Regions from separate parts of the Mus musculus genome. Here all the other regions are linked to region 1. A link is a contact called in public promoter capture Hi-C data. All regions are on one chromosome and are shown on one strand. Each heading gives the region's core, a stretch centred on a gene start, on an enhancer-like site or on the middle of the called end of the contact. The rest is flanking DNA. Distances are from core to core; before and after follow the strand shown.

Region 1 (6,611 bases), core at 2,391-4,890:
CAGCCAGCCAGCCGGTAAGTACCTGTTTAATGAATGAGTCAGGGAAGCAGGAAGAAGGAGCACAATTTGTGAGGAGAGACAGACTTGATATTGGATATTATGCGCCTCCCAATCAACACTTAAATTCCTCTAGGACTGTCTCAACAACGCCCTCCCCTTCCCTGCCTCATTTGGGTGTCTGTCCTTGCCACTGCCATTTTGGGCGAACACAATGACTGTCTCTTCTTGGAGGAAAGGCAGGACTTCTCTTTGAAGCATTACTCTCCCCACTATGAAGTCTCTCGCCTCCCGCTGGGATTATAAATCAAGTCCTACCCTAAACCAGGACAAATGGAGACCCTCCTTGACTTTGAAATTGTGAGCAGAGTGCCTTAAGAGCTGAGAAATCTGCTGGTGTTCACCCAGTGACAGTTTACATTCATCCCTGCTTCCAAGATTCCTTGGTGGTCCTGGCTGCTGCCCTTTTTTTTTCCCTTTGTTCTTAAGCCCCCTCGTCAACTCTAGGAACTACGGGGTATCCCAATAAATCTGTTTTGTGTATGCCCCTTCATAACTGGTACTTGGAAACAAACAAGCAAAAGTAGCAAGTGGGACTTAATATACCATCTGCCTCAATCTCTGCATGAGAGCATCCTCTGCAGGCCCCAGACTCTTCTCCCCCAGCTCCCGCACGGGGAAGGTGTGTGCTGCCACAGCAGCTCTGAAGTCAGTACTGCAGACATGGAGAGAAAGGGTGGGAGGACTCAATATGGAGAGAGGAGTCCTCTTCTTGATGGATCCAGTAGTTGGCCTTTACAATCCCAACCAACTTCATCATGACATGACTCGGAACCATGTGAAGACCTACTTAGGATATTTCTGACCACAAAACAGTGATTTCTTTATTGTATTTAATCACAACATGTTATTGAGTAGAGCATCTATCCTGTGTTCTATAATCTAGTACCATCAAAAGATTAAGGAGTTATCTTCCCTGTGGGGAGCAATTCAAAGCCACAATTACACTATTAGTCTTAAATTACTACTCATGTATTACATTTGGAGAGGTAGGACTTTTGGGTATTCGTTTTAAGTATTTGCAACACCAAATAAAAATACAGAATGTTTTTAGTTGACTGCTTGAAAACTTTGGTCTTTATCTCTCAAACGAGTGCTGAAGAATTGAGACAATAGCATCCCTGTTTCGGGGAAACAAATCAAAACCCAGTGCTCAAGTAGACTAGAAATAATGGAGGTCTGAATGAAGTTATGGAGCTTGGCCAGCCGTTGATGGTTGTACACATGCTATTACATCCACAAAGGACGATGTTTTCCTCTTCTTAACCCAAAAGGACTCATCCTTCAAGAGTTAACTCAGACACCCTCGAGCTTCCTGGAGATTAAGTCACCTTTTCTTCTCCTCTGTCCTCAGGCACTTCTTTCAAAATCCTACACAGTAGCCAAGGTCAGAATTCTAGGAAGTGGATTAGCAGGTATGATTGTGTACTGTTTGCTTGGTAGAGTTTCAGATTTGCAAAATGGGGAGTGGGTGACCTGCAGCTACAGCACACAGCCCTGGGAATGACTGGGAGGACTAACTAGTCCTTGGCTAACTTGTAGGATGTAAAACAAGGCCAGGAGTGGAAGTCGACTAAGTCTCAGGTGTGTGCCCACCAAGTCTCCGGGTCTCAACCTGCTCTACCTTACCAAACCTTTTAGCATAGCTTCACATCCCACAAATCCTCCTTTTTCTTTTTATAGGAGGGGCATCACTGGAGTGTCTAGAGTGAAAATTTAGGGTGGGGTGGAATATCAAAATAAAACACAACACCATAAGCCAGAGGGGTAACAAGGGGTGGGAGCTAAGAAAACAAGGGATTATTGAAACAATTAAATGTCATACCATTTGGGATACACTGCCTTTGCCAGGCCAGAGAGGCTCAGGGACTCTTGCTATGCCATCTTTGGTCAGCAAGCTCTTGTCACAACTGTAACTTATAGTTACATGATACTTCATTTTTCTATGGTCACCATAATGAAATACTACAGGGGTGGGGTGGGAGGGGGTGTTGGGTGTCGGCTACATGTATTTCTTATAGTCATGACCAAGGTAGTAGTAGTTTTGGCTTCTCTGGGGCTTCTTTCCTTGGCGTGTAAATGGTCTTTCTTTTAGCACACACACCTCTGGTGCACTCAGAAGTTTTCATCTTATGACAGGAGGCTGAAGATTTAGCTAAGTGGTAAGCTTAGTGTGTGGCTGTAGGTTTCGTCTACAGCACAGGGGAAGAAAGGCTACCAGCCACACTGGATGTGGGTTCGTCCTAAAGGTTGTCTCTTGAAAAGCCCTGTCTCCAAACACAGTCACATTTTGAAATAATGGGGGTCAGGACTTCAGTATTTGAATGGAAGGAGACATAAGTCTGCCATATATGGTTAGTCCGGTAACAAGATAGCAGGATTTTTATTTATTTTATTTTTTATTTTTGGTACATTCTACCACCAAGGCTTCATATAACGATATTTTCTTGACTTTCAAGCCTTCCCACTTTGATCTGAAGAGGGCCACCCTGGATTAAATTTAAAGTGACCCTAAAAGTCACTGGCTGCAGCCATTTTCTTCCTTCCACGGTATTTACTGCTTTCTAATGTAGCTCCAGGAAAGGGTGGGAATGTGTCTTTAGCCCCTTGGTGCTCACCCATGTCTCACTGACAGTTATGAGTAAATGTGTTTCTGTAACCACTTAACACATTATGTCTTTATTTACTCCACTGAGAAAACCTGCAGGGCGTTTAATATCCGGAATGCTTTATGAATCTCGACTTTACCACTTCTCCAGCGGGTTGCTTATTACATGCCAGTGATGTGTCCTTCCGTATACTTACGAGGTACGGCACCACAACTTGTGGAAGTCCATTCTGCCCTTCCATCACGGGGGTCCCGGGGATCAAACTCATGTCCTCCTCGGGCTTGGCAGCAAGTGTTTTCACCCATTAAACCACCCCTGGCCCCTTCACAAGTTGTCGCCTTGCGTACAGCTCTTGCTAGTTCCTGCCATTCTTCCCATTCCAGAAGGAAATCCTTCAGGCTCCAAGATGCACAGCGAACAGGTGTATGCATATTCATCAGTCTTCCACGGTTTGTGTGCAGCCCTACAGCTATCACGCAGCCTGGGTTTGTGACCACCTCCTTCACTCTGGGACAGAGCATAGCGACACCAGCGGCTCAGGGCTACTGAGAGTTCTAGAAAACACGCTTCATAGAAAGCCACCATTCGTATTTTTAAAACTTTTAAACTCTGGCAGCAACCTCAGCGGCCTCAGCTAGGACCTCAGCAAGGAACTTCCAGACCGGGTCGTTAGGGAGTCCTCGGGTGTCGTGGAGGCCCCGCCTACAGCTCCAGCGTCCTCCCCTTAATCCGCCTTTCCTGAGTTTAGCCCTGGGACCCTGAATCGCAGTCGCCCCGCGGTGGCCCGAGCTCTTACCACAGCTCTTTGCGGAGAGACGCGCTCCGGGAGCTGGAGAAGCCAGAAGCAGCTCCGAGCACTAGGGCGGGGCAGCGCGATGGGTGTGCCTAATCGGGGGCGTGGCAACGGCGCGGGGGCGGAGCTAAAGCTCTGCCACGCCTGTAAGCGACGTGGCCCGGGCGGGTCTAGAGCGTCGTCTTATCTAGCTCCGCTCTTGACCGTGCGCAAGCGCAGTGCGGCGGGAAAGCCTCTGCAAGTGCGTCCAACATGGCGTCGGAGCGCAAGACTAAGTTATCCAAGAACCTGCTGCGCATGAAGGTGCTGAGGTCGGGAATGCTGGGTTGTCGGGCGGGGAGGCTGCTGAGCTCCGAGATGTTCCGTAGTGGGACTCGGGCCGAAGCGATGGGCAGACTGGCTCGGGATGGCCGCGGCCAGCGCACCCCATTCATTCGCTCAGCCTGCGGGCCTTTGGGCACCAGGGGTGAGATTTTGCTTAGCCTGATGTGGGGAGGGAGCCTGCACAACGTTCATCAGAGCCTGCAGAGTTGAGTGCTGTGGTGGCTTTAGTGTCTGGGCCGCCTGGGAAGTTAGACTTCTCGCGAGAAGTGGTCCCTAAGGAGGAACAACGTGAGGGATGGCAGGTAGTGTCCTAAACTGAGGGAAAGTGAGTCCAGAAGCTAAGAAGGAGAAAATCAGGGACGTTGCAAAGAACTAAAGGTAGCTCGGACGTCTGAAAGACAAGGAGCATAAAATGAGGCTGGAAATCTTAGTGGTCACACATCCAAGGAATTGTAAGCCAGGCTGAAGTTTTGTTCCTGTTGCCTCATGAGCAGGAGGAAACTGTTTTCTGAGTTAATTGCTTTTTGTTTGTTTGTTTGTTTGTTGGGGGGGGGGGGGGTCGAGACAGGGTTTCTCTGTGTAGCCCTGGCTGTCCTGGAACTCACTCTGTAGACCAGGCTGGCCTCGAACTCAGAAATTTGCCTGCCTCTGCCTCTCCCAAGTGCTGGGATTAAAGGCGTGCGCCACCACGCCTGGCTAGTTATTGTTTTTTTAAGGCCACTTTAACTGAACTGTGGATGATGGTTAATCAGAAAGGCCCAGCCCAACAACGTGAAAGCTCACAGCCAAAAGGATGAGCTAAAAAAGTTCCTGTGTTCTGGGTGAAGGTTGTCTTCGTGGTGGGAATGGAGAAAATGTTAGTGGGGTGAAATGAGTTCTCCACTAACTTTTAAACAAAATGAGTTTCCCTTTGTGTGTGTGCATGCATAGCTGTATATATACCATGTGTGTTCAGGTGCCTGCGAAGGCCAGAAGAGAGTGTTGGAGCCCCTGAAACTGGAGTTTTAAGTCAGCAGGTATGAGTACCAGGACTTAGGCAAGAGTCAAGGGTGCTCTTAGCCACTGAGCCAACTTCCCCAGCCCATGATTTTTAAATTTGAAGTTGAGCCAGCTGAAGTGGCTTTGATGGCACACATTTGTAATCCCAGCACTTGGGAGGTGGAGGCAGGAGCTTAATTTGTGGCCAGCCTGAGCTGGATATGAGACCCTGTCTCAGACATCATTAAAACAGAAGCAGCTTAACCACAATTTAAAAGGGGTTAAAAGCGGATGAACACAGGAGTTAAGACAGGGAAAAGCTAACTCTTGAAGCTTAAATAATACTAATAGAACGTATTCACGGTCCTCCCAATATTCCGGCATTGTTCTCCGTGTATATACTGAACCACTTAATTCACATAGTAACATTTGAAGGAGTTACAGTTGTCATCTCTGACACCTGAGGTATCTGAGACAGAAGTAACAGCTGAAAAGACTGGTCATCTGGCCCCAGAGCTTCTGCTTGTAATGATTAGCCTGTAGCACCTGTCTCTAACACACGGGGAGCTTGATTACAACGCCTGACTCAACAGTATTATAAACATGTGTTTAACAGAGCTGTCCTACCTACCAAGCGGTATAGTTTAGCTACACAGTACACTATAGAGTTTCAGTAGCTTACCCCAGGATGGTGTAGCTGTCTGGGAGCTGTGGCCCACTGTGCCCCAGCAGCCTAATAGAGTCTCCTCTTACATATGGCTAGCCCAGGAAACAGCATTCCTAGTAGTGTTTCTAATGGGTGGTAGCAGATCCCCACCATCTTAAAGGTGATTTGATTCATTAAGCCTCACCATGTGAAGTTGTGGTCTGTCAGTGCTTATGGTGAAATGAAAACTCTCTTAGAGAACGTGTTTCCAAGAAAAGGAAGGAAGGCATAAACGGGTGCTGTGTCGAGGGCCGGGGAGTGAGCATTCCCCCATGAGCTTTGAGTGCAAGCTGAGCTGGGATGCTATCTGGCCTAGGTATTTGTAAATATATTTGAGTCTCAGAGTTGTTATTTATGGGAGCTTGGGGCCCAGAGGAAAAACCCAAGTTTATAGAAAACATCATACAGCAATGCTTCATTAATCCCAGCACTGAAGAGGCCTGTGAGGCAGGTGGATCTCTTGCGTTCAAGGCCAACCTGGTCTACATCCTGAGTTCCAGGACAGACAGGGCTACACAGTGAAATCCTATCTGGGAAACCTTAAGAAATAAACAAGCAAACAAACAAAAAACCCTAGACAGTTACTGATGGAGCTGGAGAGCTATAGTTTCCCAGAGTCTGCTCTGAACCCTCAGTTTTGAGGGAGGTGAAATTGCTAGTTTTAGAGTGTGTTCTGAGGTCTTCCGAACCCTAGACATGCTTGGTTCACAGCCATGTTCTTATCCTCTGTCCAGTGTAGATGTGGGTGACTGACTGACTGTGTGCCTTCATGTATCCGCTAAGGCGAAATTGAAGATAGGAGGCAGTTAGTCAGGTTTTGCCACCAAGAATGTAAGGGGCCGTGTGAGGCACCTGTACTTTGAACCACAGGGTCACTAATCCAAGGGTCACTGGTACTCAGGGAGTCGTTTGTCTGCCGGGTGCCCTGGTACCTATGGCTGGCCACCCATGAGCCAGGGCACTGACACGGGCTTGCTCCTGTCTTAACAGTTCATGCAAAGAGGCCTGGACTCGGAAACCAAGAAACAGCTAGAAGAGGAGGAGCGGAAGATGATCAGCGACGAGCACTGGTACCTGGATTTGCCGGAGTTGAAGGAGAAGGAGTAGGTGACTGGGGTTCATGGGGGAGGGGAAGGTGGGGGAG
Region 2 (6,803 bases), core at 2,771-5,270, 8.2 Mb after region 1:
GGGAAGTGGCACTATTAGGACTTGTGGCCTTGTTAGAATAGGTGTGGCCTTGTTGAAGGAAGTATGTCATGGTGTAGGTGGGCCTTGAGGGCTCCTAGGGCTCAAGCTCTGCCCAGTGCAGAAGGGAGAGCATTCCCCTGGCTGCTTGCAGAAGCCAATCTCCTGGTTGCCTTTGGATCACGATGTAAAGTGCTTCGTTTCTCCGGCACCATATCTGCCTGGATGCTGCCATGCTTCTTACCATAATGATAATGGACGGAACCTCTGACCCTATAAGCCAGCCTCAATTAAATGGTCCTTTATAAAAGTTGCCTTGGTCATGATGTCTCTTCACAGCGATGATACACTAAGATAGTGGTCTTTCTATTTGGGACAGAGTGATGATGCAATGAATTCTGTTTTTGTTAGCTACAGCAACTTCATATGTTAAGGAGAACACATTAGTAGGTTTGAAAAGCACAGTGATGTGGCTAGACAAGGTGGCACACACCTTTAATCCCAGTGCTACTAGAGCAGAGACAGGAAGATCTTTTGGAGTTTGAGACCAGCCTGTTCTAAAGAGCCAGTTCCATGACAGCTAGAACCACAAAGTGAGACTCTTGTCAAAAAAAAAAAAGTGGGATAAAATGTCTGTCTAAATTGTCTGTAATATGGCAAGGACTTCAAGAATCCACCAGGTCAAGGCTGAATGCTTTGTGAAGGCAGAGGCCACTGCCGGGTGTAATAAAAATGGCAGGTATGTGGAGAGTTAGCTTAGCGGGTGTGTACACTTCTTGCAGAGGACCTGAGTTTGAGTCCCAGACCTCATGTCAGGAGCTCACATCTGCCTCTAACTCCAGCCCCAGTGGGAATCCAGTGCCTCTGGCCTCTATGGGAACCTGAATTCATGTATTCATGTGCACATATATAGAAATGACAGTCATGCCAACACACATGCGTGCATACACACACACACACACACACATACACTGACCATTCCAATCTTCCAGATGCAGGGAAGCACACTTCTTAGAGCTCATGGCCTCTGGTCTTCTCGTTTTCCTACGCCACATTATCATTTCCTTCTCATTCTGTCTCTAACAGCCCAGTGCTGATCAGACTGGGGGTGAGCATTCGGGGAGGGAAAGCTACCAGCTCAGTCTCTCCTGCACTTCACCCAGGTCGACCGTGAGAGTTCATCTAGCAGCTAGCATGGAGGGGTGAAGACATCACTCACTCCAAGGGGCAGTTTCTTGGGATAGCCAGTGTTATGAAACTAGAAACTGCAGGCTGGAGGGATGACTCGGAGGCAAAAGGCACCTGCCAGTAAGCCTGATGACCTGAGTTTAAACCCCAGAATCCACCTGGTAGGAGAGAACTGACCCCCACAAGTTGACCTCTGACCTCCATATGTGTCCTGCGGCACCTGTGCCAACCCCCAACTCCCATCTCCACAGGCAAACAGGACAAGTTAAAAAAAAAAAAACTAAAAATAGAAATTCTTGGGTTGGAAAGCAGGCTCAGTGAGTGGTTAAGAGCACCGTCTGCTCTCCTAGAGGTCCTGAGTTCAATTCCCAGCAACCACATGGTGGCTCACAACCATCTGTAATGAGATCTGACGCCCTCTGCTGCTGTGTCTGAAGATAGCTACAGTGTACTCACATATATAAAATAAATAAATCTTTTTAAAAAGATAGAAATTCTTATATCTGTCCAATGGTCAATTCCAGACTATTTAAAATTTATCCTCTCATGTGCATACCTTATGTAATACCAGTTTCGAAACTAAAATTGATGTAGTTTGGTGACTCACCAGCCTGGCAAATGAAATGATGCTTCTCTATGCACAGGTTCCATCTTGAGAAGACAGCATTAGAGTGTGTGACCACGGAAGGGCACTCGCCAGGCTTTTGGTTCCTTAAGACGTCATCACCTCCTGGAGGGGCACCAGACTCAGTTAAGTCCCACTCTTCAGAGTTAGACAGGGGAGGTGGCTCAGTGAGCAAAACACTTGCTGGGCAGATGTGAGGACCCAAGTTCGAATCCCTGGAGCCCATGTATGGCCAGGCATGGTAGCCTCCCATATCTGTAATCCCAGTGCTCTTAGGTGAGATGGGAGGTGAAGGAAGGAGGATCCCAGAGACCTGTGGGACCTGGGGTACACTGTGGCGGACAACAAAAGAGACCTTGCCCCAAACAAGGTGGAAGGTGAGGAGAAACATCGGAGTTTGATACTCGGCCTCCACACACGGTGGCACTAAAGCACATATATGCCCAACTTGTCTGGCTTCCAGCAAATGAAAAGTTACGACTTCTCCCTGAGTATTATAGATTACTCTTCAATATTTAGATATTTTAATCATAGATCTTAGAATTAATTACCTAGACATTAGGGAGACATGATGATATAATAATTTCTTGTTTTTTTTTCTTTTTGCTAAAATTGCAAGATTATGGTACTCGATTTTGTAAAAAAAACAATAAAGAGGTAATTTCTCTCCTAGCTTCTGTTTTAGGAAATCTGGAGGCAAAGATAACAAAGAAAGTCACTGTAAGAGTTTTTTTCTCTTTAGAATCTTGTATAATAGCAACTATTTGTATACCTGGAAAGCCAACATTCAAAAGGCTTTCCTCTTCATTCAACATTCAACACTTAAGGGGGGGGTGCGTGGTGGGGGGATTGAGAGTTTGAGACCAGTTTGTGCTGAATACCAAGTTTCAGGACATCTTGCACTATAAAGCAAAACTGTCACAATATAAAACAAAACAACAAAAATTCCAGATACCCCAAATCAAATAAAGCAAAATAACACCATACATGAAGACTCAGGAATTAAGTTTTAGACAGGCTCTGACAAAAAGCTCATTGCCACCGGTCAATGATGGTGCACACCTTTAATCCCAGCACTCAGGAGGCACAGGCAGGAGGATCTCTGTGAGTTCAAGGCCTGGAACGTGATCTACAGAGCACATTCCAGGACAGCCAAGGCTACACAGACAGACCCTGTCTCAGGGGGGGAAAAAGTACATTGCCATTGCTATGGAGACAAATGTTGGCCGAGACACAAAAGTGGAAAGCGTATGGAGAGAGATTGATGGTCAAACTAACCCTTTTTCTGATTATAAAAGCTGAAAGGGGGCTGGAGAGATGGCTCAGAAGTTAAAAGCACTGGCTGCTCTTTCAGAGGTCCCGAGTTCAATTCTCAGCAACCACATGGACACTCACAACCATCTGTAATCGATCTGATGCCCTCTTCTGGCAAGCAGGTAGATGTGCAGATAAAGCACTCATACGTAAAATAAATAAATCTCAAAAAGGGAAAAAACAATACCTTAAAATGTAATCTGAAAAAAAAAAAAAAAAAGTGGAAAGGCCAAAGATGACTTTCTTCCACCCTAGAACACAGCCCAAGAAAGCTTTTCCCCTCAACATTCAACACGAGAGCCCTACCTGTCTGATTTATCCCTGGATGCGATCCGGGCAGCGTCAGGTTTCCCCTGACCCACCACACTGTTTCTTCATTCAGGAAGCTTTTTAGGAAACCCCGAAGCTTGGGGTTCCACGTGTGGGCTAGGCGTCCTCTCTGGGCGTGGCAGTAGTTATCTGCTTCCTGGAAGTCACAGAAAAGTCTGTTAAGCTGATAGCAGCTGTTTCCCCCATGTTGCTCCCGGATGCTTGGTTTACGTCCCAAAATATCACCCAGAATGACACCGATTCTAATGTACAGCCAGAGCCAGGACCGCCTCTGCAAGAGCATTTTTCTCTCTGTGCCGAGTGAGAAGAGAGAAGATGTACGGAGGCTCGAGTGAGAAGAGAGATGTACGGAGGCTCGAGTGAGAAGAGAGAAGATGTACGGAGGCTTGGCAGCTGCCTGGGCTTTTAAATAGGACTCAGTGAGTTTGTCAGAATCGTCCGTATTGTTCTTTTGTGGGTTGGGAACAACCTGCCAAGGAGATAAAGGTTTTGTTTTGTTTAGGGAAGCTATTTCTCACCGGCTGCAAATGAATAGCAAACGGGGCTTTACAGTCGGGGGCACCAATGTCTCCATCTGTGTCTACACGCCCAGATGTATCTTTAGCAAATAAAGACCCATTATGACGCCAAAGCTACCTGCAAGCAGGGAGAGGTTGGTGGATATCGAAACCAGTGTTACTAGACTTGGCGAGCTTAGTTCTTAAAGCATGGGCTCTAACACAGAACCTTATGCACTCTATACAAGCACCCTAGCAATGAGGTATGTGTCCAGAAAAATGGATACTTTTTTATGAAAAGGAAAACTTTCTTTTGTTGTTGTTATTTTCAAGACAGGGTCTCACTATGTATCCCTAGCTGTCCTGGAACTCACTATGTAGACCAGGCTGGACTTGAACTCAGAGAGATCCACTTGCCTCAGCCTCTTGAGTGTTGGTATTAAAAGTCTATCTATCTATCTATCTATCTATCTATCTATACACACACACATATATACATACACACACACACACACACACACACACACACACACACATATATATATATATATATATATATATATATATATATATCCTCTTTTTTATCTATTCATCTGTCATCTGTTTACAGGCACCTGAGCCACTGCTGTAGCTTGGCTATGGTTAACAGTACTGAGTATTAATATGGACACACAGGCTCTCTTCTGAGTGCTGACTTCATTCCCTGTGGGTATACACCTAGTCTTCATATAGCAGAGTCATATAGCATCCTTGTAGTTTGTTTTTTTAGGAACCTCCCTATTGTTTGCTACAGGTTACACGTGGTTACACTCCCACCAACAGTGTATAAAGGTAACTTTCCCCGATTTTGATGAGGGCCATTCTGAGTGACGTGAAATGGATTCCCAGCATAGCTTCGGGTTGTATTTTCCTGATGGCTGAGGATGAAGGGTTAATGGTGTCTAAGCAGCAGCTGGGCTGAGAGGCTCTGGGCAGGAAAGTTGATTGACAGATGACATCTATGGAAGCTCCTAATCAGGAGATCCACACAAACCCGCTGGGAGCTACCACTTCCTGACTACAGGGGAAATGACCTGCAGATGGACTGGGCTCTTCTGCCCCCAAGACCCCAACTCCACATGTACATGGTCCTTGTTCCTGCGGAGAGACCATCACCTTTCATTGTGCTGAGAAAAGGACAAAGTGTTCCCAGGGAAGGCCAGTTTATTTTTTTATTTCTGTGGCAACTCAGTCTAACACAGGGTGTGTAGCATCTCCCCTCCCCATATTTACCAGCTGTCTGAGAAGTGTCAGCTCAGATCATTTGCCATTTATTGACTGCATTACTTATTCTCCTAATAACTTTTTTTGGGAGTCCCTTTATACATCCTGGATACAATCCTTTGCCAGAATACTGGGCTGACAAGGAGAGTATTTATTTGAAAAACTCAATCATAGGGGGCTGGAAAGATGGCTCCATGGTTAGTAGCACTAGTTCTTGCAGAGGACCCAGGTTCAATTCCCAGCACCCACATGCTGGATCCAGCCTTCTTCTGGCTTTGAAGGTACCAGGCCATGTACATGGTATACATACATACAGACAGACGAAACACCCGTATACATAAAATAAAAATAAATAAAATCTTTTAACTTTTTTTTTGAGACAGGGTTTCTCTGTGTAGCCCTGGCTGTCCTGGAACTCACACTGTAGACCAGGCTAGGCTCAAACTCAGAAATCTGCCTGCCTCTGCCTCCCAAGTGCTGGGATTAAAGGCATGAACCACCACTGCCTGGTTTAAATCTTTTGACTTAAATCAATTACAGGACTCAATGAGAATATTTTCTTCTCTGGGCATATATATGTGTGTGTGTGTGTGTGTGTGTGTGTGTATATGTATATATGTGTGTGTGTATATATGTATATATATATATGTGTGTGTGTGTGTGTGTGTGTGTGTGTGTGTGTGTATGGGTTTATTTGACCAGAGAGAATGTGATCATGTCATTTGTCAGAAAAATGGATGGAACTGGAAGTTTTCATGTTAAGCAAAAATAAGTCAGATGCAGACGAAGAATTATCACATGGTTTCACCCATCTGTAGAGGCTAGAATTTAAAGGCAACCTGGAACCAGTAGAGGAAACACTATGGGAAGTTCAGGGAACCAGGGAGAGGGAGGAGAAGGAGTGGGTAAGATAACTTAGGAGTATGAACCCCACTGAAATAGGATACATTCATGTCTGGAAATACCAAAGGCTCTGGCTCTACAAGGAAGCTCTTTAATTGAACAGTAATGTGTATTGTTATAGTACACATTATGTAAAGAACATATATTATAATACACATTATGTAAGAACATACACATTATAATACACATTGTGTAAAGAACATAGTTACAGGACACACTAGCTAATATGTAGTGATGTAAATTAACATGTCTGTCATCTCAGAGTTACCCCTGAAAACTCATTTTGTGACAGGGTCGTTGAGACCTACTCATGCAGCAGGAACCTCACTCCCAGCAGGATTCTACTGCAGACGAACATAAAGACTATTGCCGATAAACCTCTAGACTTGTGTGTCCTCCATGTTTGCTGCCACTAGGATTGGCCCGGATGGCTGTATTCTGTTTCTTACCTGCACGAAACCAAAACCACACGTGAACCGTATCTTGAAGCTCGCTCCAAGCCATATAAGCAGTCATAAAAGCCAGATAAACAGGTGATGGAGAAAGGAACACAAATTAAACACAAACCATGCCAGAAACCAACAAAGCCTCAAGCTTGGCGGAACCTAACAGCAGATCTTCGTGGTTCTGGCCTCTGACCACGCAGCCTCCTTTGACTGTGGCATGCACGGTATATCACGCCATGG
Region 3 (6,723 bases), core at 2,202-4,701, 8.2 Mb after region 1:
ACTGTTGCTGTGTTGGCATTTCCTGATCTCCCCAGGCCTGCTCAGTGAGGTGAGTTCTGACAGGTGCTAGTGGGGGAAGGGTGTCAGGACAGGTGTCGCAGTCTGTTTGGGCCTCAGATCAGGACAGGCACAGCTCTTGGACAAAGTGTGACAATCTACATCAATCTACATCAATCCTGTTCCTTTTCAGGATGCTGAGTGATAACAGGTGAACTTTTAATTAAGGCTGCTTATTTAAAACTCACAATATCATCCAGCTGCAGACAGACGGGGTCCTCGTCCCTCCCAAACCTGAGAACCAACACCTTCTCCGCAGTGCTTTTGATCGCCTGGTCTACTTCTTTCTTGCTGGTCAGTTTGGGCAAGAGGAAGCTCATCTTGAAAAAGTCCAATGCTAGTCCGCACTATCAATTCTGCAGTGTCTAAAGGCTGCTGAGATGAAGTGCGTGGGTCCTAACAGAAAGAAGACAACACCATTTAGTAGTGACCAGACACTGAGGTGATTTAAAAAGAAACCTTTTAGGAAGCCCATTTTGTGAAGACGTCTCACCCCTTGCTTGCCACCTCTGGGTCCATCCTGACACACTAGGTAACTTCTCACAATAATTTCTCATGTGTTTCTAAGTGAAATTAAAGATTTGAATTAGAACAGAGTAGGAGGACTGGAGAGATGGCTCAGCAGTTGATAGCACTGGCAGCTTTTCCAAAGGTCCTGAGTTCAATTCCCAGCAACCACATGGTGGCTCCCAACTGTAATGAGAGCTGATGCCCTCTTCTGTTGTGTCTGAAGACAGCTACACTGTACTCATACACACAAAATAAATAAATCTTTAAAAAAGCCACATCAGAGTAGGAAGACAAAGCAAAGCTTTAACTTCAGAGTGCTGCTCCCACCCAAGAGGCCTGGGGGAGCCACGGGTAGCTGAGTAGGGAGGCAAGCATCTGCACAAAGGAGGCCCGCCTGCAGCTGAAGGATGCGGCTGTGCCTCAGAGCACTGCCAGACTGCAGAAAGAACCACAGCTTATGGCAAGTGCTGAAGCAGACAAACTTGACCTCAGCAGTCTGGAGTAGGAGGGAGAGTGGCTGGAAGGTGGGGTGGCAGAGGTGGGGACATGATTCACCCTTTCTGCGCTTTGCATTGTTTTAATATAACGTTTACTGAACTTCCCATATCCCTACACAAAAGACTTTGAGATTCCATACTACTTCATTTGTGGACCATACTTCATGGGTCCTTCATTGACGAATGTTTGTATATTCTCGAGTCCTGACTTAAGGGGACTTCCTAGATACACTTAATCACATGGCAAACAGACCAACTAAGAGTGTGTGAAAGTCATAATTAAATAAATGACTCAGAGGAGACTGAGGTAGAGGGGCCTCATCTGACCTTCTCTCTGTCTTCCTTTGGTGCTGGGCTTCTCACTCTATAGACTAGTTCATTCTGTTACTCTTCTAGCTGTGAGACAAAGGCTAGAACTCATGCTACAAAATTGCTAGTCTAGCTCCTAATTTTTGGCAAGTCATTTCCTAATTGAAAAATCCCATGACTGACAAGTCACTATTGACAGTACCCACAGAAGATGCAACTGGGATATTAGTTACTCTGCATTTAATTTCAAGGCTTGTTAATGCTATGAAATGTGATTTGCCTTTCTCCCCTTCATCAAAAATTATATTTCGTGGTCTGGATTAGGGCTGGGAGGATAGCTCAGTTAGTAAAGTGCTTGCCTGGGAAGGGTGAGGACCCAGTTCGATCCCCGGAAGCCATCTAAAAAGAAGCCTGGCCTGCGAGAGTAGCTCACGAACTCAGTGCACTCAGCCAGATCCTTGGGATTTGGTGGCCAGTCAGCCTAGCCAGTTCACCAAGTTGCAGGGCAGCCTGAGACCTTGTTGTCAACAATACAAAACAAAACAAACCCAAACCCAAACACCTAAGGTTGCCTTTGGTGTACAAACATGCACTGACAGGTGTATATACATGAGTATATACTCATGCACATACACAACAATGCACACATAAGATATGAATAAAATTTACACAAGAAATGAAATTGTTCCACCTATAAGCCACAGTTTATTTTAATAGTTTTATGTGCATGTCTTCCTGCCTATATGTCAAATTCCCTGGGACTGGAGTTAAAGATAGATGTGAGGTGCCACGTGGGTGCTGGGAGCTGAATCCCTGGTCATGTGGAAGAGCAGTCAGTGGTCTCAACCTCTGAGCCATCTCTCCAGCCTGTAGGTCACCCTTTAAATAGGGAAGCTGACTTCCAGGAGGGGTTTCATCAACTGTGAGTGTAGAACAAATTACTGATGAAAGAGAAACACAAAGAGAATTTGGACCCGTCTCGCCGTTAGAATTCACGTAAGCAAATCCCGTACTAGTAATAAAAAGAGGAAGGGGGAGTGTGGCGTGTCACCAGAGAGGGTCGGTGTGCTACAGGCCAGATGTTGGAAGGAGGGGGAAAGCGACACCACATCCAAGACAGTGTTCGCATGAGGGATGCAAATGGAGAATCATAAAAATTATGAACACTAAACACATTTGGAAAGCCAAGTTTTGCACGTAGACAAAGGATAGCAAGTTAAAAGGCAGATTTAAGAAATGCATTGAGTCTACAAACACCAAGTGAGACGGTAACACTCAGAATGGAGAGAGAGCGGAGGCATGCCTACTTCGTTGGAATTTGGATGCAAAAGCTCTTTGGAAAGAAAACTGGCCTCCTCTTTACACAACAGCTCTACTTTTGAGAATATGAACATAGACACAAAGACCTATGTTCATGTCTGTCAACAGGGCACTGATAGTAGTAGTCTTGCGAACTATCTTATACAGCTACTAAGAAAAGATTCGGAAGCAGTATGTAAAGTCTGATTCTTCTTTTTTGTAGAAACTTAACGTGTAATGCTTTCATAGGATAATGGAAATAAGCATCCTAAGATATAACCAAAGGACATATCTGAACATGAACTTATTTTCCAAGGATCTCGCTTAGTACCCCAGAGTGGCCTCAAACTTGTGGCAATCTTTATGCCTAAACCTCACAACTGCTGGGATTACAGCGGTATGTCACTTTAATCTACGTCAGGGCTGACGTCTACAAAACACCCAACGCATGTTTTTGATAAGAACCTGGTGGTTGGGTTCCCCCTGGTTCACAGGTGCCATGGAGGACACTTCGGTCTACATGTCAGCAACCCGGGCTCCTCCACCGGTTAGCTAGGGCACAACTGCCTCTTTCCTCACTGCCATCCTGGGAAAGACCCCAACTAACCTGGGCTGTATCCTTAGAAACGCTTCCTCCGACAGGAAAAAAAAAAAAAAAAAAAAAAAAAAATCCTCCCAAACGGAAGTGAGAAACACGGACGCAGAAAACGAACGTGCCACCGCGCGCCCCAGTCAATAGTCCGGTAATCCGACAAGATTATTTTAGTTCCTTTCCACTTTGCACTGGCCGCCAGCGACAGGAAGTGACGTCATTTCCGCCCTTAGTAAACATGGCCGGTCTCGTGTTGTCCTCCCTTGCACACCCCCGAGCCAGAGGCGGGGTGTTGACTCTTACGCCAAGCGCGATTGGTCGCAAGGAGACTCTGAACCCAGAGGAAGAGACTGAGGCTCGGAAGGCCTGTTCGCGGGGTTGCACTCTGGCGTCCCGGAACCCTGGATTTGTGGGCTGCTCTCGATGGTCTTTTTGGACGGATAGAAGGCTCCGCGCAGGGCATTATGGGACGATGATGGCCGCTTTCAAACAGCGGAATTTGCCTCTTTGAGACCCTCGGATCGAGCGGTGGCCGCGCTGGCGTCTCCAGATCAGGAACCGAAGGCCTCGAGAGTCGTGCTTGGTGAGGTGAGCGTCTCTTTCTCTTTCCAGATCTGTCCTTCGGCAGCCATGGCGGCTCCAGGCGGCCGGTGTCGGCTCGCGGCTTCTGTTTGGGCCCTGATTTCAGAGTTCCTCTAGTCCTTGTTACCCAAGTTTCTCTATTTGCTTGAGCGGAGAAGTTCATTCAGCCTTCTCCGGACTTTGTCCATGTTCTGGTCTCATCCCGGTGTTTGGGAACGGCCCCACGGAGATTCAGGGGTCCTCCCTGTGCCCTCGTTTAGGGCAGTACGCGAACCTGGTACCCGATAGTTGGAGAGCCTGGGTAGGGCTTCTGGTGCCTTCCTCCTGTCTCACTGAAGAGTCTCCACTAGATCTGGCGGATAATCTATAAGTAGAGTATTAACCCTAAGAGGAAAGGGCTCTTGTTTTTCCTTTATCGGTATTGTTGAGAATAGCAAGTGGATTAACGACGCATGCAGTAAGCAGTTGCTAACCTGAGAAGTCCATTGTGGCTTCTTTGTCACCGATGTTTCTCCATAGTCTGGCCGTGGACCGCTTTATTTGCTATTTTGAGCCGCTAATTAAGTCCTTCCTTGTCCTGTGTTGTGAATAATTTCCTGTCCAGAGAAATGTCTGACTTCCTGTTCGCTTTCAATAAATGATATCTAATCAGGTTTTTACTTTGCCATTTGTTAACAAGACAGACAGTAGTCTCTGCTTGCATGCAAATGACACTTTAGGATGTAAGTCGTTGTATCTCAGCCTTCCTGTCAAGATTTCTTAATATGCATATAAGATGCGACTTTGTTTCTCTCTTCTACCTCGGGAAACTTTTGCTTCTTCATCCACATTGTGTTGCAGCGCCCCTTGGGAGAGCTGTGCATGTTAATTAGAACACAGCAAAAGAAGTCTAGATTCAAAAGTCACAGTTCTCATGCTTTATAAACTTAATCGGAATGAGAATAATTAACTACATGTCCAACATAGGTCCAAGCTTATAATCGGGTGGTGTTAGATAAAGATGAATTTGACATCAGCCAAACACCTGGGAGGTCTTACAGTCTCTGAAACACGTTCCAGACATGCTCTTTCCTAACATTTCTTGGAAGTAATTTTGGCGAACACAGTTTGTTATTCAAGAGATTTTTTTTTTTTTTTTTTTTGCCTGCTATGGGATGCTTTTTTTCTCTTTTCCCACAAACCACTACTGATCCACAACAAAAGTCAGCAAGTGTGTAGAATATGGATGGTGAAATCGTGTGCTAGCTAACTTCTCTGCTCTGTGGAACTTGTGACTTAAAGGGAATGGGATGGGTGGGTGGGAGAATGCATATCAAAAACCAGGAAGGGAAGTCAGGGTACAGGAGCATAATACCAAGTATGCAACCGTCACATCAGTGTACCAACAATTGATTCTCACAGTGGTTCTGTGGATTGTGGAAAGCAGAAGTGATTGTGGTTTCACACATAGAGAACTAATGACTAACCAAGACAACTGCTTACTGTCCCAAAAAAACCAGAAAATGCCAAGAGCCTGGAGTGAGTTAGTTACTTAGTTTATTTCTTCCTTCCTTTCTTCCTTTCTTCCTTCCTTCCTTCCTTCCTTCCTTCCTTTCTCTCTCTCTCTCTCTCTCTCTCTCTCTCTCTCTCTCTCTTTCTTTCTTTCTTTCTTTCTTTCTTTCTTTCTTTCTTTCTTGTCTCACTAGAGAAGTGGGATGTGCTGCTACAGTTCATATGAAAAAGGCAAGCATGCCTGGCTTGTGTTCAGAGGCAGGGAGCTAATGGGGACTCCTAGAGGTGATTATTTTGGCCCATAAGTGGGAGGAAGTGTGTTCTGTAGAAGAGTGAGATAATGGGCAGAGGGACAAACTGGGAGGGAGAGAGCAAGAGAAGGAGAGAGAAAGAATATAAATGAGTGAATCCTTCACTAAATATCCTAGCTAGTGTGAAACTATGTAGCCCAGACTAGCTTCCCACTTGCCCCCCTCTGGAGCCTCTACCTCCCGTGCTGAGATTACAGGTGCATATCATGCCCAGCTCAATCGCCTGGGTTTTAATCAGGGTTTCTGACTTAAGTCCAGTTCCCCTATACTTCTCTTTATAAAAATCATTCTAGTCTGGTAAGAAGCCCTTAGTGAGGTTGATTCTTGTCTAGATGACACCTTCTCGATCCTAGTGTGTGGTCCATGTCCATGTGTCTCTGTGCCTTTTGGATGTGTTGGGGTGTGGTCCGTGTCCATGTGTCTCTGTGCCTTTTGGATGTGTTGGAGTGGGAACTGGTCAGCTTTTAGAGACTGATAGTGATTTGGTGAGGAAGTCCTCACAAGTAGCAGGAGGGGCTGGAGAGGTGGCTCCGGTGGTGGGTGCTTTCTTACAAGTGTAAGGTCCTGATTTTAGATCCCCAGAACCCATGGAGAGTCATGAGTAGAGGCACATCTGTGCTAAGAGTCAGAGGCAGATCCCAAGGAGCTTCTTGGCCAAATTAGTTCCCAGTTCAGTGAAGACCCTATCTTCAAAAGTAAATAAGGGAGCAACTGAGAAAAGTACCTGATGTTGGCCTCTGGCTTTATGTGCACCTGCATGACAACACACATATATACACACTAGCTAGCAGAAGATGTTCTGGGCTCAGTGTAGGGAGGTAGGGATAGCCACTTAAATGCACTCGTTATTCTGGGATACAGTAGACCGGAGTTTTCTTATGTCCAGTTCTAACGGTCTGCCTTCCTTTCAGAGAAATAAGAGCCTGTGATGGAGGACCCTGGTGAGGATACCTCCATCCATCGCTTGGAAGGCACCAGTTTGGACTCTCAGGTTGGTGGTCTTATTTGCAAGACCAAAAGTGCAGCCAATGAGCAGCATGTCTTCAAAGCCCCTGCTCCCCGCCCTTCACTGCTG
Region 4 (6,279 bases), core at 642-3,141, 7.6 Mb after region 1:
TATGTCACCCGATGGTGAGGAGTGCTTAAGTTTTCAGTTCATGCTCTGCAATCATGTCATAGTCAATTCATCCAATAAATGGTTAGACATAAAACGTCAGACATAGAAAAACTGACAACTAAATCCCCATCCTACAGAAAGCAGACATTCAAGGTGAAAATCGTGAGTCAGGCGCGCTCCTTTGTACGCTGAGCAAGATGAACTCAAAGGAAATCTAAACTGAGAAATAAAGGTTAGCTATGACCATAATGACATCATGACATTGGTGCTTCCTGAGTCCTGTCCTCTTAGCAAACCTTCCCATCCCTTTTCATCCTGTATTTTATCCTGTGTTCATCTGGTGTACAGGTTGGTAAGCTCCTTAAAGCAGTGGGTACCTTTTTTAATCATCTTGTTTGTCACAACTACTTACGAGTCCCACGTGAGTAGAGATTTACTGTCACAAACAGCAACATCATTTAACAGTTAGAAACTGTATTTAGAAAAGCTCTTAGGGGGAGGCAAAAGCAGGGCATTTCTGCACGCACAAAAACTCTACGTAAGAGCAAACAGAAAATTTACTACAATGAGCTCATCTGTCTTGATCCACGCTGTGCTTACTGGGAACCGCAGCTACATTTAGACCTCCAATACATTCTATTTTGGGGGGAAAAAAAAAGTCTACTTTTAGTCATTAACTTCACATACTAATTAGTGGCTGTGGTTAAGCTGTGAAATCTTACCGAAATTAAGTGGATAATTGCCTTCACTTGCAAACAACTAAAAGGATTCAAACGCTCCAAGGTTCCTGACTGTACTTGAGCCTTGCTGCCAACTCATTCTTAATATTACCGCCCCCTTATCCATTCCACTCCAGCCACACAAGCCTGCTGTTCACTGAAGACCCAGGCCACACCACGTTGGAACACTTTGCTCAATACTAAGAGGCAAGCTCTACCTGGGCTTTACTCCCCCAAGTATCTATCTAGCTAATCCCCTCAGCTCCTCCTGGTATTTGCTGGAAGGCACTTTACTCTGTGAAGCCTATCCTAACACACTTATTTTGAAATTGCATCTCGGGCTCCCCATGGCCCTTACCTCACTTTCTCCCACGGCATTCATGTTTATCACTTATTTCTTTTCCCCTGTGTTCTGTTTGTGACTTGTCGTTCTCAACTTCCTCAAACCAGAATGTAAGCTCCGCACTTCTGCAGGACAGTTATCTTTTATTTTGCTCACTTACATGCCACCCCAAAAGGTTCCAACAGTGGCTGGTGGGCACTTAAGTACACTAACATTAACTGGATAAATGGACGAATATTACACTTAGCCCAAAAGACAAAGCTCTGAACAGAATAATGCATTTCAATTTCACCCTAGCATTTCAATGTACGACTTAAAAACAAAAAAAATTTCAATTAAATGCATAAAATTTTTTTTCAACTAAATGCATGCCGTTTCCAAAGTGCATGTGAGGCTGATGAGTATCAACTGTATTATTTTGCAGGCTCCAAGTGGAAGACAGGAAGCTTCCTGTCCAAAGCCACAAGGAAATGATTATAAAATTTGTAAGTCCAACACCAAAGCCTTTAAGTTCTCAACAGCTGTCAGGTCTAAGTGAGCATAGGGAGTGTTAGCAATGGTCCCGCCAACTTTTCCTAGGAAATAAAAACACTGGGGCATGTGCAGTGCTCACACTGGGTCCTGGGACAGCCACCTCTCAAACACTCATTTGAGCAGCCCCGCCCCTTGCCCGCAGCGAACCGTCCGGGAACTGTCACTCACCGAGAAGCCGGGTCCGCATTCCTTCAGCCCACGCCCACCAGAGCCCCTCGAGCAGGAGCAGAGTAGCACCGCACACGCGGTCCTCACTCTAACGAGCCACCTGCCACTTCCGCTCCCGGGAACAGCTTCCGGGGGTGGCGTCTCCTCTGCGTACTTGGCAACCGGGTCGCGGACAAAGAGGAGGGAGCGCCTGGAAGACCGCCCGGACCTGCGCACGCGCAACTGGAGCCAGATCCTCCTCCAGACCACGCCCCCACCGGCTGCGAGGCTCTGACAGCCACACTGCACAGGCGCCTTCCGGGAGGCCTATCGTCACGCGCATCGACGTCACTCGGGAGGGTGGCAACTCCTGGAGCTGAGCTCTGGTGCGGAGAAACTTGTCCGTCTCAGCGGGTCGCCATGGCAACGGAACTGGGCTTTGGTACCCGAAGGTTTACCCTGGATAGATAGATGCTAGTTCCTAGGAGAGACTGCATTAAAATTGAAGCTCAATGGATAACTTGAGTGCAAAACCAAATTAAAGAAACGGAAGTATCATCACTTGGTGTGTTTACATATTAATAAACCAAGGAAAAAGAAAACCACCCGGTGTAGTGCCACAAGCCTTTGATCCCAGCTCTCATGAGCCAGAGGGAAACAGATCTCTGAGTTCTAAGTCACTCTGGTCTACATAGAGAGTTCCATGTCAGCCAGGGATACCAGAGGATGGACTCTCAGGCCTGGGACTCTCTAGTTAGGTTAGACTGTCCAGCTAGTCACTGGTATCCACCTGTCTCCACCTCCCCAGCTGTGGGGTAGCCACAGCTGCTGTGCGTTTATAAGTGTAACAGCCATCCTTTTTAGAGGAAAGCGCTTCACAGCACTTCCCTCATCCTCTCGCTCTCCCACTCTTTTCACCCACTCTTCTGCACTCCCCTTCCCTGAGCAGGTGTTATGTAGATGGCCTGTCTATGGCTGAGCTGTCAGTCACTTCTCAGAACTTTGACAGAGATGAGGGAAGAGCACCGTATTCAGAAGGCAGTTTGGCAACTTGACCATTTAGAGAAAAAAAAAAAAATCAGTGGACTCTCCCTTAGAGCCCACGATTTGTTAGTTATGGGTTTGGGCCATAACTAATACAAGGCATGAATTCCTCTTGTGGAGCAGGCAAATACCTACTGAATATTTTAGAAAAGCTCCCTTAAGTTCCTTCCTAGTCTTCCACCCTCAAGAAGCAGCTATCACTGTATTTCCCATCACCCTAATTTAGATGATCTGGTCTAGAATTTCACATAATTCAATCATTACACTTTGACTCTTCTCAGCCTCTCCCTGTTCAATTTATTATTTAAAATGTTTTCATCTGTATTGTCTTGTGTCTTTAAAATTTATATTGCAAGGGGTTTGTCATTCTGTGGGTTGACTTTAATCAGTTCTTCTACTGAAGGCTGACTGTTTAGTTTCTAGACTGGTGATATTACGAATGGACCTGTTTGGGGACTTTCTAATATGTTGTTGTAAGCATATGTTTTCATTATTCTTGTGTGACTTAGATGTGGAGGAACTGAGTCATCCAGCAGGCATAGCGACCAAGAGGAGAGAATAATCGCAGCTGCTGTGTGTGTAACTTCTTAAATCTTCCCCAGAGTTCTGAGTGTGTGTAACTTCTTAAGACTTCCCCAGATTTCTGAAGTGTTCCACCGTTTTGTAGTCCTACCCATAATGCAACTTTTTGGCATTGTCTTTTCATTTTAGCCGTTGGAGAGACTCTGTTGCTTTCTAAATGGGATTCTTTGAGACTTTCATACATATGTACAATATGTTTTGATCACCCTCCTCCTCTTCCAACTCCCCCCTCCCCATTTCATACAATGTTCTTTACTTTCTTTTTTTTGTAGCTCACTGATTCCAATTAGAGCAGATAGTATGTGCATAGGACCATCCACTAGAGCATGGGTGACCTACAAGGTGCCACCTTCCTGATAATAAATATTAGTTTAAAATGTCAATATATGAATGCTGTTCTTTTGTGGAACCCAGGAGTATGTGAGGAATTTGTAATCTGTTAGATGAAATTACCGTGTTTATAAATACTGTCATGAACACTCCAAACAGCAAAGGATGTAGGGAGTCTTCCCTGGGTAAAATGGTCACTACACAAACGGTGACCATAAAACCTTTGCTGAAGAACTGTGGGGCTTTTGCACTGTTAGTTCTCTTAATTACATGACATAAATACACTTACCGTTTCCGTTTTAGGAACAGAATGCAGGCTGAGAACAATCTGACAATTCGCTGAAAGTTATGTCATCACCAGGCAGCAGAGTCAGGGTGTGAACTTGAGTCTGCCTGAATCCAAATTGCTGCCAGCTGTGCCAAGCCATCTCCATCATTCCCATTCAGACTCAGAAAGGTGTATCGGCAGCGGCAATAGTTGTTAAAGGAAGATGAATGGCATGCGTGTTAGAAAAGCAAGAGAGTGGGCTGTTGAAAAGGTTTTAGGAAAGACAAAGTGATCCAGATGTGTGAAGCGGATACATGACGCCTGCCTCTCACTACACTGCCTGCCTCTGACTTACTGCAGCATCTGCCTTTGACTGCACTGCCTGCCTCTGGAGCCCTTGCCCCTAACTGGACTGCCTTGTCTAGCCTCAATAGAAGAGACACGCCTAGTCCTACTGCAGTTTGCTATACCAAGGCTGATTGCTATCCATGGGAGGCCTCCTCTTTTCGGAGGAGAGAGGGAGAAGGGGTGGATGGAGGGAGGGGAGAAGGAGGGACTGAGAGGAGAGAAGGGAGGGGAAGCTTCAATCCAGATGTAAAGTAAATAAATAATTAATTTTTTTTTTTAAAAAGAAAAGTAACACACAAAAGGAAATTAGAGTAAAACTAATAACCAACTTGGCTCCTGTAACGTTGGGTAGAATGTCTACAATGTAATATTCAGTGCAAATAGGATCTTGAAGCTGTTTGCATACTGTTTAGAAACAAATATTACAAAAAAGTTAATTTTAAGCATAAATATAAAAATTGCACACATCGATCATAAGAGCAATTTTTGTCTATTTTATTACCATATCATATAGTTAAACTTCACTCTACATTTTAACATATATTAGGACTAAAACTCAGTATGAACTGTCTTCTTAAAAAATATTTCAGCCAGGTATGGTGGCACACGCCTTTAATCCCAGCACTCGGGAGGCAGAGGCAGAAGGATTTCTGAGTTCGGGGCCAGCCTGGTCTACAAAGTGAGTTCCAGGACAGCCAGGGCTATACAAAGAAACCCTGTCTCGAAAAACCAAAAAGAAAAAAAAAAATTCACAGCAATTCATGCTTGTTCTGACTAAATGGTGTTGAATTACTTACCAAGTAAAGAAAAGTTGAGATGTATTTTGTAGGTTATAAATTTCATTAAAATAATTTTAAATTAACCTTAAAACAAGAGTTTGATATTGTCATTAATAATGTGCTAGCCTAAGATACGTCTTTTAATTAAAATAACTTTGTGGTTCATTCTCCAGCATAGAAAAAAGATAAAAATAAAAAATGAAAAACAATATATATATATTTAGATATATATATATATATATATATAGATATAGATATAGATATAGATATACAGTTACATTGTTATAGATTGAGTTGTGTCTCCTCAAAACAAATTTGCATGTTGAAGCCTTAAAACTCTTGTGACTTCTTTTGGAGACAGGGATTAAGGTTGAATAAGGCCATAAGAGAGGGGTAATAATCTAATAGAACTAGCATTATTTTTATTTTTATTTTATTTTGAGTGAGTGTGTGTGTATGTGTGTGTGTGTGTGTGTGTGTGTGTGTGTGTGTGTAAGGCAAATGACCTAGACCATGCAGAACCAGTGGGAGGAATATTTATCCCTCTAGTGCAGTGGTTCCCAACTTTCCAATGCTACAAGACTTTAAAACCATTCCTTATGTTGTGGGACCCACAACCATAAAATTAGTTCATTGCTACTCTTTTACTGTAATTTTGCTACTGTTGCGAACTGTAATGTAAAGATCTAAGATGCATGATATCTGACATATGACCCTCAGAGGGGTCGGGATCCACAGGTTGAGAAATTCTGCTCTAGCACGATGCTGCAATTCCTCCCCGCCCCCCGCGGTCCCCCCCCCTCCCCCCGGAAGTCTCGCCCTCTGTACAGTTGTTCACTGAGTTGTAATCAGAGAAAATAGTGAGGAGCCAGGATACAGAGGATCATGGGAATTAGATTTCCACACTCGCTCTGCCACAACAGGAAATCCTCAAGAGAAAAAGGAGTAACCATTTTTGTTCTTAAAGATTTAGGGCCAATAGTGAAAGAGTCCAACAAATTTCCCAAAGGAAGTGGTAAATTAAAAGATAGTTAAATAACATGTCAGAAAGCTAAACTAATTCTCCACCCTGTGAATTTGTAAGCGATGGCTTTATTATTATTTATTATTAGGAATCATCAGGGTGCTTTATTTTTAACTGGATTCAATGCCCAACTTGTTAAAGCACTGGCCTTGGGGAGTTGT

The links. Promoter capture Hi-C pulls out the DNA fragments that hold promoters and counts their contacts.
Region 2: a promoter capture Hi-C map of liver shows a contact between it and region 1, with 4 times the contacts expected there. The contact joins the promoter of Pkd1l3 here to the promoter of Mphosph6 in region 1. A contact is called at or near these places in 4 of 39 promoter capture datasets (the HPC-7 cell line, cranial neural crest, liver and 1 more).
Region 3: a promoter capture Hi-C map of pre-B cells shows a contact between it and region 1. The contact joins the promoter of Txnl4b here to the promoter of Mphosph6 in region 1. A contact is called at or near these places in 1 of 39 promoter capture datasets (pre-B cells) and 1 of 484 Hi-C or Micro-C datasets (CD4 T cells).
Region 4: a promoter capture Hi-C map of pre-B cells shows a contact between it and region 1. The contact joins the promoter of Cmtr2 here to the promoter of Mphosph6 in region 1. A contact is called at or near these places in 1 of 39 promoter capture datasets (pre-B cells) and 1 of 484 Hi-C or Micro-C datasets (CD4 T cells).

What each region holds. Positions count from the first base shown.
Region 1 is chr8:117,799,003-117,805,613 of GRCm38.p6, reverse strand. It overlaps Mphosph6 (M phase phosphoprotein 6), which reads left to right and starts at 3,640. Exons shown (of 5, transcript NM_026758.4): 1 at 3,640-3,762; 2 at 6,458-6,570. The coding sequence starts at 3,712.
Region 2 is chr8:109,611,451-109,618,253 of GRCm38.p6, reverse strand. It overlaps Pkd1l3 (polycystic kidney disease 1 like 3), which reads right to left and starts at 4,020. Exons shown (of 33, transcript NM_001286454.2): 1 at 3,431-4,020; 2 at 1,793-1,915. The coding sequence starts at 3,737.
Region 3 is chr8:109,562,620-109,569,342 of GRCm38.p6, reverse strand. Txnl4b (thioredoxin-like 4B) reads right to left here and starts at 3,451. Exons shown (of 4, transcript NM_175646.4): 1 at 3,280-3,451; 2 at 246-453. The coding sequence starts at 377. It overlaps Dhx38 (DEAH (Asp-Glu-Ala-His) box polypeptide 38), which reads left to right and starts at 3,482. Exons shown (of 27, transcript NM_178380.2): 1 at 3,482-3,852; 2 at 6,560-6,723. The coding sequence starts at 6,577.
Region 4 is chr8:110,213,572-110,219,850 of GRCm38.p6, reverse strand. It overlaps Cmtr2 (cap methyltransferase 2), which reads right to left and starts at 1,891. Exons shown (of 2, transcript NM_146215.4): 1 at 1,765-1,891.